Linked DNA regions of Mus musculus: regions 2, 3 and 4 are each linked to region 1. Evidence: chromatin contacts called from public capture Hi-C and promoter capture Hi-C data. All regions are on one chromosome and are shown on one strand. The core of a region is the stretch at or near the end of the contact, and the rest is flanking DNA. Distances in the headings are between cores, read along the strand shown.

Region 1 (3,396 bases), core at 642-3,141:
GAACGCAATACACCCCCTGGTGCTGCCATGGAGTTCTGGAAGCTCAGATTCCAGAGGGAGCCAGGATAGGGAGGCCATGGAGTGAGCTGCGAATCTGAATCCGTGCACAGCCCACTTCCAACCCCAAACAGAGGAGCCCAAGACAGAGCAGCTGGGCCAGGGTAGCCAGGGAAAAGCCCAGTAAGGAAGCAAGAATGACCAGACGGCAGCAGCCCCAGGACCTGGTGTGTGGACAAAAGCCTACAGAAGCACTAAAGCTGGGGGGGGGGCACATTTGGGGGAGGTAGGAAAAGTTCCCCAGGCACTGGAGCTAATTTGAGTGCTGCTGTGAAGTAAGTGCAGGAGGCCAGGCCTCGGGGCGGGGCGGGTCCTTGCCCCCACCTGACTGCCGGGGCCTCCAGATGCCTGGGGGGGGGGCAGTTGCCCTAGTGCAACAGAGAGGGGGGGCTTGGTGATGGAGGGGGAGAAGAATGCTACCCAACACTACCCACCCTCCAGCCTTGGGGGTGCTGTTACTGTAGCCAGTGGGGAGCAAATCCCAGCCCAGGGTATGGAGGGGGCTCTGATGGGTCAGGGCGTTATGCACAAGACTGGGGTTCTGTGTTGGGTCTTAACTAGCCTAGCAGATGTGCCCAGGTAAGGGAATGTGGGCCCCCAAAGCTGGGGTGTTGCTGGTTGGAAGTGTAGGGCTGATGACCCAGGGCCAGCTGCAAGGGGGGCTCTCTGGCCAGGCTCCTGTCAGCTGCCGAGAACTGAAACTTGAGTAGAGTTGCAAGGCTTTGTGGGAATTTGAGGGAACCAAGGAAGTCCTGAAGTGTGTTCCCGGAAGGGACGGACCCCCCACCACACACCCATGCAATGCTGGTTGACCTCTCTCCACACACAGCAATTCTTTGTGCTCGCCACCTGTTGCCTCTGGGCGCAGAGGCTGGCCACAGCCTCAGTGCACATCTCTGTGGAAAGGGACCCTGGCAGGGACCACAGAATCCACATTCCCGTTCTGGCCAGTCCAGGACCATTCAGCAGCCAGTCTGAGGACTGCCAACAGCAGGAAAAACTGGGGACCTGGGCTTTACCCATCCTTCTTTGTGCCATGTTAAGAAGACAGGGTACCAGAGACTGACTGATCTGGGGACCACAGATCACTCCATCTCCAGGCGGATCCAGGCACAGCCGCTGGCCCGGTCAGGTCAAAGGCAGTGTGAACTGAGAGTGTGTTGGGCTACTCTGGCCTGGAGTTATTTTCTCTGGATTCTTAGGTCCTGTAGGGAAGCGTTGCAGCTCCTCTAGGACCACTGGGTAGAGACTCAGGCACCACCAAGACCAACCAGGGGCATAAGTGTTACAGACACTGTGGCTTTCTGCCCCTTCTCTCTGCCTCGTGCTCTGGAATAGAAAGACCTCTCAAGACTGGCCACCCTTAGGCTCTGGGAGGCTCCAGGGAGCACCTGTGATATGCTTCCAGACTGAAGGGACAGCCCAATGGCTGTTCCCGTGCCTCAGAGATGCTTCCAGTCCTGAACCATTTTGCTCACTGATGTGCAGGTCAGTCGCCCTCCCTCTGGAAGCCCCTAAACACAGGACACCCCTTCCTACAATGCTTCAGAGAGTGCGGCCCACCCTGGACACTGCAGGCCGCAGCTCTCAGGTTCCCCCAAAGACACTCCAGGCCAGTGGTCCCAGGAAAGCTATCCCAAAGCTAGAGGAAGGGATGCCACAGGGCTTACAAGCTTACCTGGGCAAGCAGCCCGAGGGCGAGGAGCAGAGCAGAACCCATTGAGGCAGTGGCGGAAGAGCCGAGGACAAGTGGCCGACTGGGCGGCCGGTGGAACGGGCGGTGGTGCTTCTTCTACCCCCACGCTGAGAGCATTGGGCTGAGTGACAGCGCAAGTGCTTGGGGAGCAGGCCAAGGGACTGCACGTGTGTGGTGGGGCGGGGCCAGGGCGGGGTCTGGGCAGGGCTAGGGCTGAGTGACTGCATGGGGGGCAGAGTCATGGGCGGGATCAGAGATGAGTGACAGCACATGTAGGTGGGCCTGGACAGCCACAAGAGTGTAGTGTGAAAGATGCAAGGCAGAGCCAGAGCAAAGTGATGGGGGGGGGGGGGCGATCTGAGTGACAGCATATGTGATCAGTGCCTGAGGGAGGCTCTGTAAAGTTTTGAGGTCAGCACATGTGTTGTAGGGGGCTCCTGGACTGAGTGACAGCATGTAGGGGGGCGGGGAGTGGACATTGGGGAAGAACTCAGCATGCCGTAGGCTGGGACTGAGGCCTGTGGCAGCTGTCCAGAGAGACCCAAGCTTGTAGAAGAATGGAGGGAGCCAAGCACAGTAGCCCATACCTTTAATATTAATCCAGAGGCAGGCAGATCCCTATGAGTTAGAGGCCAGATTGCTCTACATAGTGAGTTCTAGGCCAGCCCAGACAATGTAGAAAAACTGTCTCAAAAAACAAAAAGCAAAACCAAAAAACCCCAAAGTGGCCCCTAACCCAGAGGAAGGAGCAGGAGGATTGGGGGTCACGTTTGGATTGCCTGTTCAGGTTTGCTCTTCCAGAACACATCAGAGGCTCCTGAAGGCTGAGTGAAGGGCAAGAAAGACTGGCATGTGGCTTATTCTTAAGGGGTTCAGGCCCAGGTCTCACCCCACGGGCCACTCTGCCTTTGGCCAGAGCTCCTTTGCCTACCCCCTGCATCTCCCGCCACACCACATGTATGCAGCAGTCACCATGATTTTGTGGGATATCTTCTTTGCTGATAGCTTCTGGATGGCCCTCGCTGACATCAGCCGGCCATGGGCGTGATCCTTCTGGCTTGCACTGAAGAAGGCAGGAGACGTTACTGGATCCAAGGCCCAAGACAGGCACGAAGGGAGGGTGCCTGGTCCCTGCTGGTCCACTCCACTGTCCTGGACAGATCCCGCGGGCATTGGTAGAGACTTGGTTGATTTACATACATGACTGAGGTCCCAGTCCCTGACTAGAAAGGCTGCACCAGGCTTGTGCCCATGTTTCCTGAACCCCGTCAGCTTAGCCAGAGTTCCCAGCCCCTTCCCCAGGCAGTGTGTGGCCCAGTGGCCAGGGACTCCAGGCTGGTTGGGCTTTCCCTCCTCACTCTCTCCCTCAGGCCTCCATTGGTCCAGTGGCTTTAAACTACCCACAAGCTAGAGGCTTTCCAACTTGCCTGCGCTCACACCCATCTGACCCTATGCTGATCCGACCCCAATAGATCTGTATCAGCCTGGATGAAGACGTCCAGGTGGCTCTTGGTCCACCACAACACCTTTCCCCCCATTCTGCCCCAACAGCCGTTCTGACGCACAGCTGTTAGTTCACCTCCAAGTGCTCTTTGTCCACCCCTTTCCTCCACGGTCACCATGCTCTTTGAGGTGCCCTGCCT
Region 2 (3,396 bases), core at 635-3,134, 830 kb after region 1:
CAGGCATTAGTCTTTTAAAGCCCGTGTCAAAACAAATAAGCTAGAACTTGAAGCCTGCACGGGCACACTGAAGACGGCAGAAGAGCTTAACAAAGCCCTGGACAGAGCCCATGTGGAGCCAATAACTTTAGATAGAGAAGCAAAAGGAGAGGGAGGCTGCAGAGATGGCTCGGTGGGTAGACTGCTTGTATGCAAGCATGAGGACGTGAGTTTGGAGCTTCAGCATCCACACAAATCAAGGGCAGCTGTGTATGCCTGTAACCCAAACAGGAAGACTGCTGGAGCTAGCCTGTAACCCAAACAGGAAGATTGCTGGAGCTAGCTCACCATCCAGCCTAGCCAAAATAGTGAGCTGCAGGTTCAGTGAGAAAGCTTGTCTCAGGAAAAAGGTAAAGACAGATGAGGATACCATCCACCTCTGTGTGCGTATACACACACACACACACACACACACACAGACAGAGAGAGAGAGAGAGAGAGAGAGAGAGAGAGAGAGAAGGGAAGAGCTACTGTGGTGGGGAGAGTGAGAGGTAAACAGGCTGTGGGGAGGGTATAAGCAGAGACACCAGGAGCAAGTCACTACAGAACAGACCCCTCGGTCCTTCTTAGCTGCATCCTTCCAGCATCCTGACCCTGTATAACTAGTGACCCTGCCTCAGAATGGACCTGGAGGAGGGACTAAACTCAGGGTGACCCTTGGGGTGACCCCAGCCCTGGATATTCTTACCACTGATTCACTTCCCACAAACCACACCTGGTGCTCACACAACTGGGCAGGGGGCTCGAGGCAGGCAATGCAGAGCCTCCATCTGCTCCTTCACAGTTGCCAGGAACCATGGGCCCCGCCCTCATCAGTGTTGTACAGTCCCAGGCAGGCAAGAACAGCAGTGGACGGAATGCCCATATTGGAGGCTCCTGTGGCATGATGGCACACCACCCTTTGGTATGGAGAAGACCATGTGGTTCCCCACAAGCAGAGACAGCAGCACAAACACCCAGTCAACTTCTAAGAAGAGCTGTGCTGTCAGATGACATGTGCCTTTTTAAAGGACACACTGCAATCGAGGACAGTGTCTCTTATGCTAATGAGGGTCTGCCAAACGAAAACACACTCAGGTTCACGGTAGTGGGAAAATATTGAGGGGGGGGTACTTTTTTTAATGACTGAAAAGCCCTTTTTAACATTTTTGAATAGCTAAGAAAAAGTGAGAACTATTTGGGGAAATGACTGCCAAAAGACTGAATATAGCTGTCCCCTTGGCAACTGCTGCTGAACTCCGTCAGATGGGCTGCAGTGACAGAATCAGGAAGTGGCTCTTTCCTAAGGACTCTTGGCATGTCTTTGGGAAGTGGTCGCTCTACCTCTTTCCTGGAGAGTGCAGTGGCTTCTGGGTCATCTCACTTCCAGTGTGAGTCCGCGCACCTATGGAGGACCTGACAGACTCTGCTCAGGGAAGAGTCAAGAGACAGCAGCAGCAGTGACAGCCTGTCCCTGCACACAGACAGCCCTCCAGACACACCTCCCTGAACCTGCTTACTGATGCTTTTCTGTATGTCAACATCTGGGCATAGGAGGACAGGAATCTCCATGGGCCATGGTGACAGGCAGTGGGCTATGCAAACACAGGGGAGCTGGCCCTCGGCCCTCTCTAGGTGCTTAAACTCAGGTTAATTAAAAGGAAAGAGGGTGTGCAAACACACATCTGGGCTCTGGTTTCCAGGCAAGCTCAAAAGTCCACATAAACACTTGCCTGGTACTTCTGCCCCCAAAACCTCAGCGTTCCCTATTCCACACCCACTCTGGCACAGCTGCTGCACAATGCTACTGGCCACACCCTCCCTCTTCAGAGCAGAGCAGGGCAACAGATGCTGAGTTGCCCAACAGCTGGCTGACAGTAAAGGCTCCTGGTTTTAGATTAAGCTAGGCCCCTTGCAGAGGGAAAAGCCTGAACAGAGTACAATGATCCAGTCTTCTAAGAGTCACTGACAGAGCCCTTGGGTTTCTCCTTCACACTGACTTGTAGGCAAGGTCATCGTCTGTGCTCAGAACTACATTTCTCCAGGCCTGGTGCTCTGCTTCATCTGACCAAGCAGGTCAACGTGAAACAAAACCTAGAATTTTATATTTAGGAAAGAGCAAGCAAGAGCTCCTGTTTGGGGACGGCCATTGGTGGCAGACTTGGTTAGAGCCTTGGCTCTTCCAGACTCTTGACCTTTCATGGGTAGGCAGGGCAGCTTGGGCTCTCTCTTCCCCTGCATTTACCCAGAATACCTCCTGCTCTCTTTACTCAGCAGTTCTTGTGGATCTTATTGGGTCCCACATGCTTCTCTGCCAACCCTGCAGGCTAGCGAAGCCATGCTCTACAGACAGATGAACATTTCCCACACAGCATCTGAGTCCCCGGAGCTTCCTAGTCTCACTGCAAGAACCTGAGGTCAAACAGACAGGACAGTGTCTATGGAGGATCTTTGGCCCACGTGTACCTGGCTGTCTCCCCTGACCTACCCTGGGCCATCCACCAGGGTAACCCAAGGACAGGCAGTGGGAGGGGGGGGGGGTTCCTTGAACAGCAGAAGCAGCAGCTTCAGAAGGAAGGAAAGGACACAAACACCAGAACTGCTGCAATAGCAGAATGGCCCTGTCTCCAAGAATGAAAGGCTCCGTGGGACGAAGGCTCCAAGCTCAGCAGATGGGCCTGACTTAATGGCCATTCATCAAGCCATATGTCTTCATATGCCATCAATTGTTTCGTATGCCTATACACATGTCTTAAGACACATGTGGTCATAGATGTGCACATGCACACATCTGCATGTAAAGTCCATGCCTGTTCACAGTGACCTTGTCAGCAATGCCAAACCCCTAACATGCACCTCCACTCTGATGTCTCTGGCTGCCCAAGCAAGCTCTTAGCCTCAGGCCTCTGTGGGATTCAGCATAGACAGTGGCAGTCATTGTGGCAGCCTCTGTAAGCCTGGGCTTAGTGTGTGGCACAGGCTCTGTAAGGACCTATGGCAAGCAGGACGTGCCTGCTGTCCAGAGCTCTGACCTGACCCTTCTTTCAAGGTCCCTGGAAAACACTGGTCAGGCCACCCACATCTCCCGACAAGAAACACTTACAAACCTGGATCATTTCATTTCCAGCAGGCAGATCAAGTGTGTCTCCTCCCAGAGGCCAAAGCTGGGAGGGATTAGCCTGGGCCACTGAGTCACCGCTGACAGGAATGGGATTCTGGCACAGGCCCCACGACTGGAAGAGATCAGAATGGGGGCTATAGGCTCTGCAGGGACTTGTCAAGCCACAGATCCCACCTTGTGGGGAAGAGGTAGGAAAAGGAGAGGTGCTGATACACTGTGGCTGCCTGGTTTGCTATCTCCTGGTAACTCAGAAGCCA
Region 3 (3,396 bases), core at 670-3,169, 630 kb before region 1:
TATATTATAAACAACATTGTATTGTAAAGTTATATAAATAGATAACTAATATGTACTATAAATAATATAGTTATATAAATATATTACTATTATATGGTGGCGCATGCCTTTAAACCCAGCACTCGGGAGGCAGAGGCAGGCGGATTTCTGAGTTCGAGGCCAGCCTGGTCTACAAAGTGAGTTCCACGACAGCCAGGGATATGCAGAGAAACCCTGTCTACACAGTGAAGACAGACTCTGATAAGTGCCCAGCTGCCTGAGAAGTGGAGAGTAGCCTGGCAACCTGGGTGAAGCAGAGACTGAGCTGCCTGGAACAGGCTCTAGGAACGGTCACTCTCTAACCTGCTGAACGAGCAGAGTACTCTGTTTCCAGCTTTCCTGAGCTGTCTGCCATCCCACACTGGGATGGGCGCTGATGATGCAGCTGTTGGAGTCATTTCTGTAAGTAACTCCACCAAAACTCACTAGTTCACCAGATGGACTCTACCGTGGTCTGTTGCCCGCTCCCTATCTGCCGTGGGTAATGTTTGTTCCCTAAGAGCAGTGTCACACAACACCTTTCTTTGGTCTGTTACCAGTGCTCTGTCTAGGGTGAGTGGGCACTCTGATGTCTCGCCACGAAAAGCCACCCAACCAAGTCAAAGTCCATCCAATGTACTTCTTTCACAAAGACACTGGCCCACAGCAACTCAGAACTGTCTATAACAATCACTATATGACTGATCTTCAACGGGTCACCCACCGGAACAGGATGTGCGACATGACCTGAAATGACTGTGCAATGCACAGCACTAGAAACAAACCTGAGGGCATTTTCCCGACCCACTGTGCAGCTACCTCCTCCAAACCCAGAGATTCCCCCCTACAGAGAGGGAAGCTCTTAAGCCTCAAGAAGCCCCATAAACCTTATGCTCAGAAGCTTAAAAAAAAATCCACGGGCCCCCAGACCCAAAGTTCTACAGGCAGGAAAGAACTGCTGAGGGGAGGGAGCCTCTTCAGTGGTACTGACTGTAGGTTCGCCTTGCGTTGTGACCTGTATGTGAGCCTTTCATCGATGAAACTGCTTTTGAGTCACTCCTGTTAAGTAACCTTCCCCGGTGCGGCCATATTTAATTCCAATAAGCTCACTGGTTCACAAAGCTAGAGGAATGGAATCATTTTGACCTATCGTGAGTGCCCTAGCTGGGGTAAATGGACATTTGCTCATGGACCGTTACACCACACTACTGTCATATTAAGAGGGAACAAGACCAAAACTGAATTGAGGAAGAACGGCTGTATGGCCCCTGTGATGGTAACACGCATTTATTTGAAGATGGATAATCTGCATGGATATTCCCTTTCGCCGTGGTGAGCCTCCTTACTACTGGCAGATGTACCTGTGAGGGGTGATAAAATATCTAGTAAGGCTAAACTATCTAAAAAATGAAGCATCAGTGGCGGGAATTCCATGGTGGCCATCTTTCTCTGCTTAGTATGGAGACCTACGCCTCCTTAATGAATAAAGGCTACTACCTTTTAAGTGGGGCCCTGCAATAGCTAACTGGATAATGGCTAGATCGCACCCGCTCAAGTGTTCCGATCAGCCGTAGGTAGACACTAGTGGAGTCGGAGGCAGAAATCGGGAAGACGCTGCGCCCGGCCCAGCCGCAGGCCGATGACGTCACCGCGACGCCCAGCGCGGCCCCCGCCACGCCGCCCGGAACCCGTGGCCCCAGCGCTGCCCTGCTCACCTGCAGAGCAATGCCACAGGCCCTCACGCTGCTCCAGACCGTCCCGCCGCTCCCTGCGCATCCGCCACATCGCCACAGCTTGGAGAAAGGCCAGGCCAGGGCTCGACTGCCCGCCGCCCCCACCAGCCGCAGTAACATCCCCCGGCCCTGACCTCGCGCCGCCCCCTGGGCGCGCGCACGCGCAGCAGGCGGATCATAGTGCACCACGCCCTCGGGGGCGCGCGTGCGCAGCTGGCCGCCGCATCGGCTCGGACCTCTCTTTGGGTGTCTGGTTCGCGGCCGTGCTCCTTAGGATCCTGAACCCGAGTGTCGCTTCGCGCTGCCTGACAGCTGATGGCGGATGGTCCGCGGCCAACTTGACCTAGACACCAAGGGCCTTTAGACGTATTTTAAATTTTGCATTGTCAACGACATCAATGGCTTCGGTGGGTCCTCGGGGTAACGCGGCTCACGTAATTAAATTTTGAGGCTACTTCTCCCTGGTTGAGGGTACTAGTATTACCGGTTGGAGGTGCTCCCGGTATTTTACATCCAGACTAGATGTGGTTCGAGACCTATCGTGAACAAAGGAACTGTTATTTGGTGCACGACTTGTCTCATTGATCCACGTCATAGACCCTTGTTTAATTTTACTTAACAACATTTTTATTCCTGCGGATGCGCAGGGAGCGACGGGACGGTCTGGAGCAGCGTGAGGGCCTGTGGCATTGCTCTGCGGGAGAGCACTTGGTTGGTATATAGAGTCACCCCAGTTTTGATTTGCCTGCAGTTGTGCGGACTAGCAATTTGGACTTGGCATTAGGGAGGTGTGGGTGTTCAGGATGAACCAGTTTCTGGACAGTGGGGCTGTCCACGACACACGTGGCATCTGCGTGTACTCAGATTCTACCTTGACTACATTTCAAAGGTACAGATGCCCGGGAGAAGACCATTGTCACCCATAGTGTTAGCAGTCCTTCTATGCTCCGCCCAACGGTTACCTAGCAACAAGGCCTGGCTTGCTATAAAAGGGTCTGTTCCCTCCCAACCCGACCCCTACTCCCATACCCCCCTCCATGTCTTCGCTCTCTCTGCCCCTTCTCCCCTTCTCTCTCTCAGACTTTCTTCTCTCCCTGACCCCTTTCTCCCTCTCTCCCCAACTCCTCCCTCCTTCCTCCTCTCCACGGGTTCCTGGCCAGCCTCTCCTCTCCTCTTCTCTTTTCTCTCTTTGACTGCCTCTACTCCCTTCTCAACTCCCTTCCCATGCCCCCAAATAAACTGTTCTACATTATACCTGTCCTGTGGCTGATAACTCAGGGAAAGGGATGTGCCGAGGCATCCCTCCCGCCTCACCATACCGCGCTGGAGTGGGAGATGGTGATAAAAGAAAATGAGATTTTGTATCTTGTGATTCATGTAAAAGAGTTGTCTATGAGCCCGTGGCCTGGGGCTGAGAACAAAGCAGAACAGACAGGGCTGTTGTTAAGACATTCCTAAGAACAGCTTGATTGTACAAGCAGGGCTATCTTGTCTGGGTCAACACCACCTGGCTGGAACCTCCCCTCTGTCCACTGCCCCTTGATGCCGGGTAAAGTCATACATCAACTGGTTGCTATGTGAACAAGATAAGCCCCTAGCCCACAGGAACAAAGTCCTGATGCCCTTTTGCTAACATGTAATCTTT
Region 4 (3,396 bases), core at 331-2,830, 560 kb before region 1:
CTCCTCCACTTCCCGTAGCTGCCCTGGGTGAGCCCTGCAGTCACAGTTACCCTTTCTCCTGGCCCCAGGCACTCTGGGTTTCTATTTTAAAGCTCATCCTGTCGACCCTTAGACAAATGGAGATCAGGAAGGGATGAGTACCTGTGGTCTCACAGGATGCAGGCCACTGGATATCACTGTCACCCTCTGCCCAGCGCCCTCTGATCACCAGGAGCACAGCAGCACCTCCTTGAGTGTCATGCGGAGCTCCTGGCTGCGGAAAGCATAGATGAGGGGGTCAACAGTGGAGCTGAGGACGATGAGGAGGAGGAAGAGGTTGAAGTTCTTGAAGATGCAGCTGCAGGTGGGGTGCTGAGGGCAGAGGACGATGAGCAAGAGATGCAGGAAGAAGGGGCCCCAGCACAGGAAGAAAATCCCCAGAAGGATAGTAAGGGTGGCAGCACCCTTGAGGCAGAAGCCTTGGCGGATGGACCGCCGCCTTTTGTGGAGCTGGGCAATGCCCTGAGCGTGCTGGCACGCTCTCGTGAACATGTGGGCATACAGAATCGCCATGAGTGCCAGCATGGCTAGAAAGAAAGTGACGAGGCAGAGCAGAACGGCTGTGTGCTTGTAGTAGGTGATAAAGAGGGTGCTGGAGACGATGCTGACCATCCAGATGCCCACGACAGCCCGTCGTGCTCTGGGCAGCGTCACGATGCTGTGATAACGCAGCGCATAGAAGATGGAGATGTAGCGGTCTATAGCAATGATGCCCAGGAAGCAGAGACTGGACACCATGGAGCCACAGATGAGCACGTCAATGAGGTTGTCCAGCTGCTGCACCAAAGCCACTCTGGCCACCAGGATGCCCGCCTCCAGCAGCAGGATGATAGTAGTCTCCAGCACGATGCTGACACTTACCATCAGGTCAGACAGGGCCAGGCAGCAGATGAAGTAATACATGGGCGAGTGCAGGTTGCGGTTTTTGGTGATGGCTATCACAACCAGCACATTCTCCACCAGACTCACCAGCCCTAGGCTGAGGAAGAGGCCATCTGGGATGGACACATACAGGCACCAAGGCTCTGACTGGTTGGTGGCCAGTCCAAGGTGAGAGGTGGCATTGGAGTTGAGAGAACCCAGAAGACTCTTCTGGGGCTCCTGAGTGGACATAGTCTTGTCAGGAAGTAGGAAGCGGTCTGTGGAGGCTGCAGCTCCAGGTGGTATCAGCCCCCAGCTTCTGATTCACTTCATGTTGTTGTCGGGGGTCTCTGACATCCCTCAGACCGGCCTCTTTCCATACAGGCACGCTCCGATTTTCCTTTACACTTGTGTTCTTTCTGGCTGGACAGGCCAGCCTCGGCATGGCATAGACACTTCCTGCTGAGGACCCTGAGCTCTGCTCATGGACTCTCACTGCCAGTGTGAAGTAGCTTAGCCTTCTGCTGTTCTCCCTGTCTCTTCCCAAGTGGCTCAGGTAGAGACATGCCTAAACTCAACACCTCCAGACTTCTTGGTTACTTGCCTCTGATATATGTCTGGTTCCTTTCCCTCGCCAAGCCAGGGTAGACGGGACTCTGGAGAAGAAGGGAGCTTTTCTCTTAATCTTTTAACTCATCCCTGGAGCCCCTCCTCCTGAGGGTGGCCACATGATGGGCATGTGCCAGGGATGTGTAGTGCCCCAGGCTGCCTCTAGGGGGCAGAGGCAGCACCGAGAAACCGGAAAACTAGCTTTGGACTCCAACACAGGGTCTTGCCTCTCCCTTTTGTGTTCAAAGCCCCTGTGACTTACCAATCTCTTTCAGGCATTCAACCTCACTAGAACCTGCCCTGAGTGGCCCTACCTAAAGCTCCAAGCCCACTTCAAAAATCACTTTCCTGGGTTGTCTGAAACCTCCTTTCTCTCTCTCTCAGGCTGCGCTGCCTCAGGCAGCCACTGGGTGTGAATGAGGCACCCCTACCTCCCACCTTCATTCCCACTCTCCATTAGAAGTGTGCCAATGGCAGTGGCATTTCCACCTGAAGCTGAAGATGTGTTCATATAGCAGCAACTCAGCTACTGACTTCAAGGTAGCTTTAGGGGCTGGTCCAAGAACTTTGAGAATCAACAAGTAGAGGCAGGGCCAAGGCAGGAAAGAGCCCTATGCCAAGGGGCTCAGATGAGCTCTGGCAGAGCTGATGCTTAAGTCCCTCATGGGCCCAAGCTTGCTGAAGCCTCCCTTAACTACAGTTCTGGGTGTGGTAGGAAGCTGACTGACTAGAGGGGGCCCCGAGGCTATTGGCCAGCAAGCTTTGGTCAGTCACATCCCATCTTCTTAGTCTCACCCCCCACCCCTTCCCTTGAGGAGTCTCATTTCCGCTGTGGAGCACATGCTAGCCCTGGAGCCAGGAACCACATCAGGGCAGATCTGTCTCCAGCCTCTGTGGGCCAGCAGCTGGGCATGTGACTATTCATAGTGGTCAGGATAGCACGCAGTGGTGGTAGCAACCCACCCTTGGTTGCTGCTGGACTCTCTCCATGGTATCCAATGCTGTCTCAGTAGCACTGGATGGCCCCTTCTGCATACAGGTGAGGAGAGTAACTTAAGAAAGGCAGCAGAAGCTGGGCTGTGGTGGTGGCACACGCCTTTAATCCCAGCACTCGGGAGGCAGAGGCAGGCGGATTTCTAAGTTCGAGGCCAGCCTGGTCTACAGAGTGAGTTCCAGGACAGCCAGGGCTACATAGAGAAACCCTGTTTTGGAAAAAGAAAAAAAAAGAAAAGAAAGGCAGCAGGGGAGTGAGGCAGGGCTTCGCTGGAGGGCACTTTCAGTGTCTGTAACAGTCCCCTTAAGAGTCATTTCTGTTGTCTTGAGACAGGGTCTCACTATGTAACCTGAAATAGACCTGCCTCCCTCTGCTGCCAGAGTGCTGGCATCAAATGTGTGCTCGACCACGTTCAACTAGGAGTCAGTTCCTTCTTTGCCAACTCTGGCAACGTCTGCTCACAAGGTGGTTCCCAAGCCACAGAGCAACACTTAAAGCATACATTAACAGACGTTGGTCTTTACTCCTGCAATAAATGACAAATAGAAGTGACACCCTCTAAGTCAAACGTGGTCAGGTCTATTTTCCCGGATCGCTTGATAAGATACAACTTACAGCAGAGTTGTGTTGGGCCTCCCTGGGCCTCAGGACTATCCACTGTCTGTCTCAGAACCTCATAGAGAAAAGAATCCTCAGGCTTATACTTTGTTCACACTAAGGCACCTTGTTAGTTAGGTGATTAAAACATTCAGGTTGTGCAGCGTCCGCCATGTCGATGGCCCATGCTGGACATTTGGCAGCCTGTGGCCAGCCTCATCATGACTAGCTGTTGGTAGGTCCTGTATACCGTCTGGCAGACACACACATGTGCTTATGTGTATGACCCCGACCAG

Evidence for each region. Promoter capture Hi-C pulls out the DNA fragments that hold promoters and counts their contacts. Capture Hi-C pulls out chosen DNA fragments and counts their contacts.
Region 2: a promoter capture Hi-C map of liver shows a contact between it and region 1, with 2.1 times the contacts expected there. The contact joins the enhancer-like site here to the promoter of Cdh15 in region 1. A contact is called at or near these places in 4 of 39 promoter capture datasets (embryonic stem cells and liver) and 1 of 9 other capture datasets (embryonic stem cells).
Region 3: a contact with region 1 is called in a promoter capture Hi-C map of pre-B cells, with 2.3 times the contacts expected there. The contact joins the promoter of Afg3l1 here to the promoter of Cdh15 in region 1. A contact is called at or near these places in 1 of 39 promoter capture datasets (pre-B cells) and 1 of 115 datasets of contacts at active chromatin or transcription factors (large pre-B cells).
Region 4: a contact with region 1 is called in a capture Hi-C map of macrophages, with 4 times the contacts expected there. The contact joins the promoter of Mc1r here to the promoter of Cdh15 in region 1. A contact is called at or near these places in 2 of 39 promoter capture datasets (pre-B cells and stem cell-derived epiblast-like cells) and 1 of 9 other capture datasets (macrophages).

Annotation. Positions count from the first base shown.
Region 1 is chr8:122,846,869-122,850,264 of GRCm38.p6, reverse strand. It overlaps Cdh15 (cadherin 15), which reads right to left and starts at 1,891. Exons shown (of 14, transcript NM_007662.2): 1 at 1,736-1,891. The coding sequence starts at 1,777.
Region 2 is chr8:122,020,374-122,023,769 of GRCm38.p6, reverse strand. Banp (BTG3 associated nuclear protein) reads right to left here. Exons shown (of 14, transcript NM_016812.4): 12 at 3,126-3,251. Among named protein-coding and RNA genes, the nearest start is that of Mir7237, 44 kb to the right of the region's middle. Within about 2 kb of position 1,884, at least 78 of the 459 cell types and tissues checked have an H3K27ac peak or open chromatin away from gene starts, as enhancers often do. A contact at or near this core is called in liver, where this site is marked.
Region 3 is chr8:123,476,385-123,479,780 of GRCm38.p6, reverse strand. It overlaps Afg3l1 (AFG3-like AAA ATPase 1), which reads right to left and starts at 1,919. Exons shown (of 17, transcript NM_054070.3): 1 at 1,734-1,919. The coding sequence starts at 1,871.
Region 4 is chr8:123,405,266-123,408,661 of GRCm38.p6, reverse strand. It overlaps Mc1r (melanocortin 1 receptor), which reads right to left and starts at 1,580. Exons shown (of 1, transcript NM_008559.2): 1 at 1-1,580. The coding sequence starts at 1,152. The coding sequence ends at 205.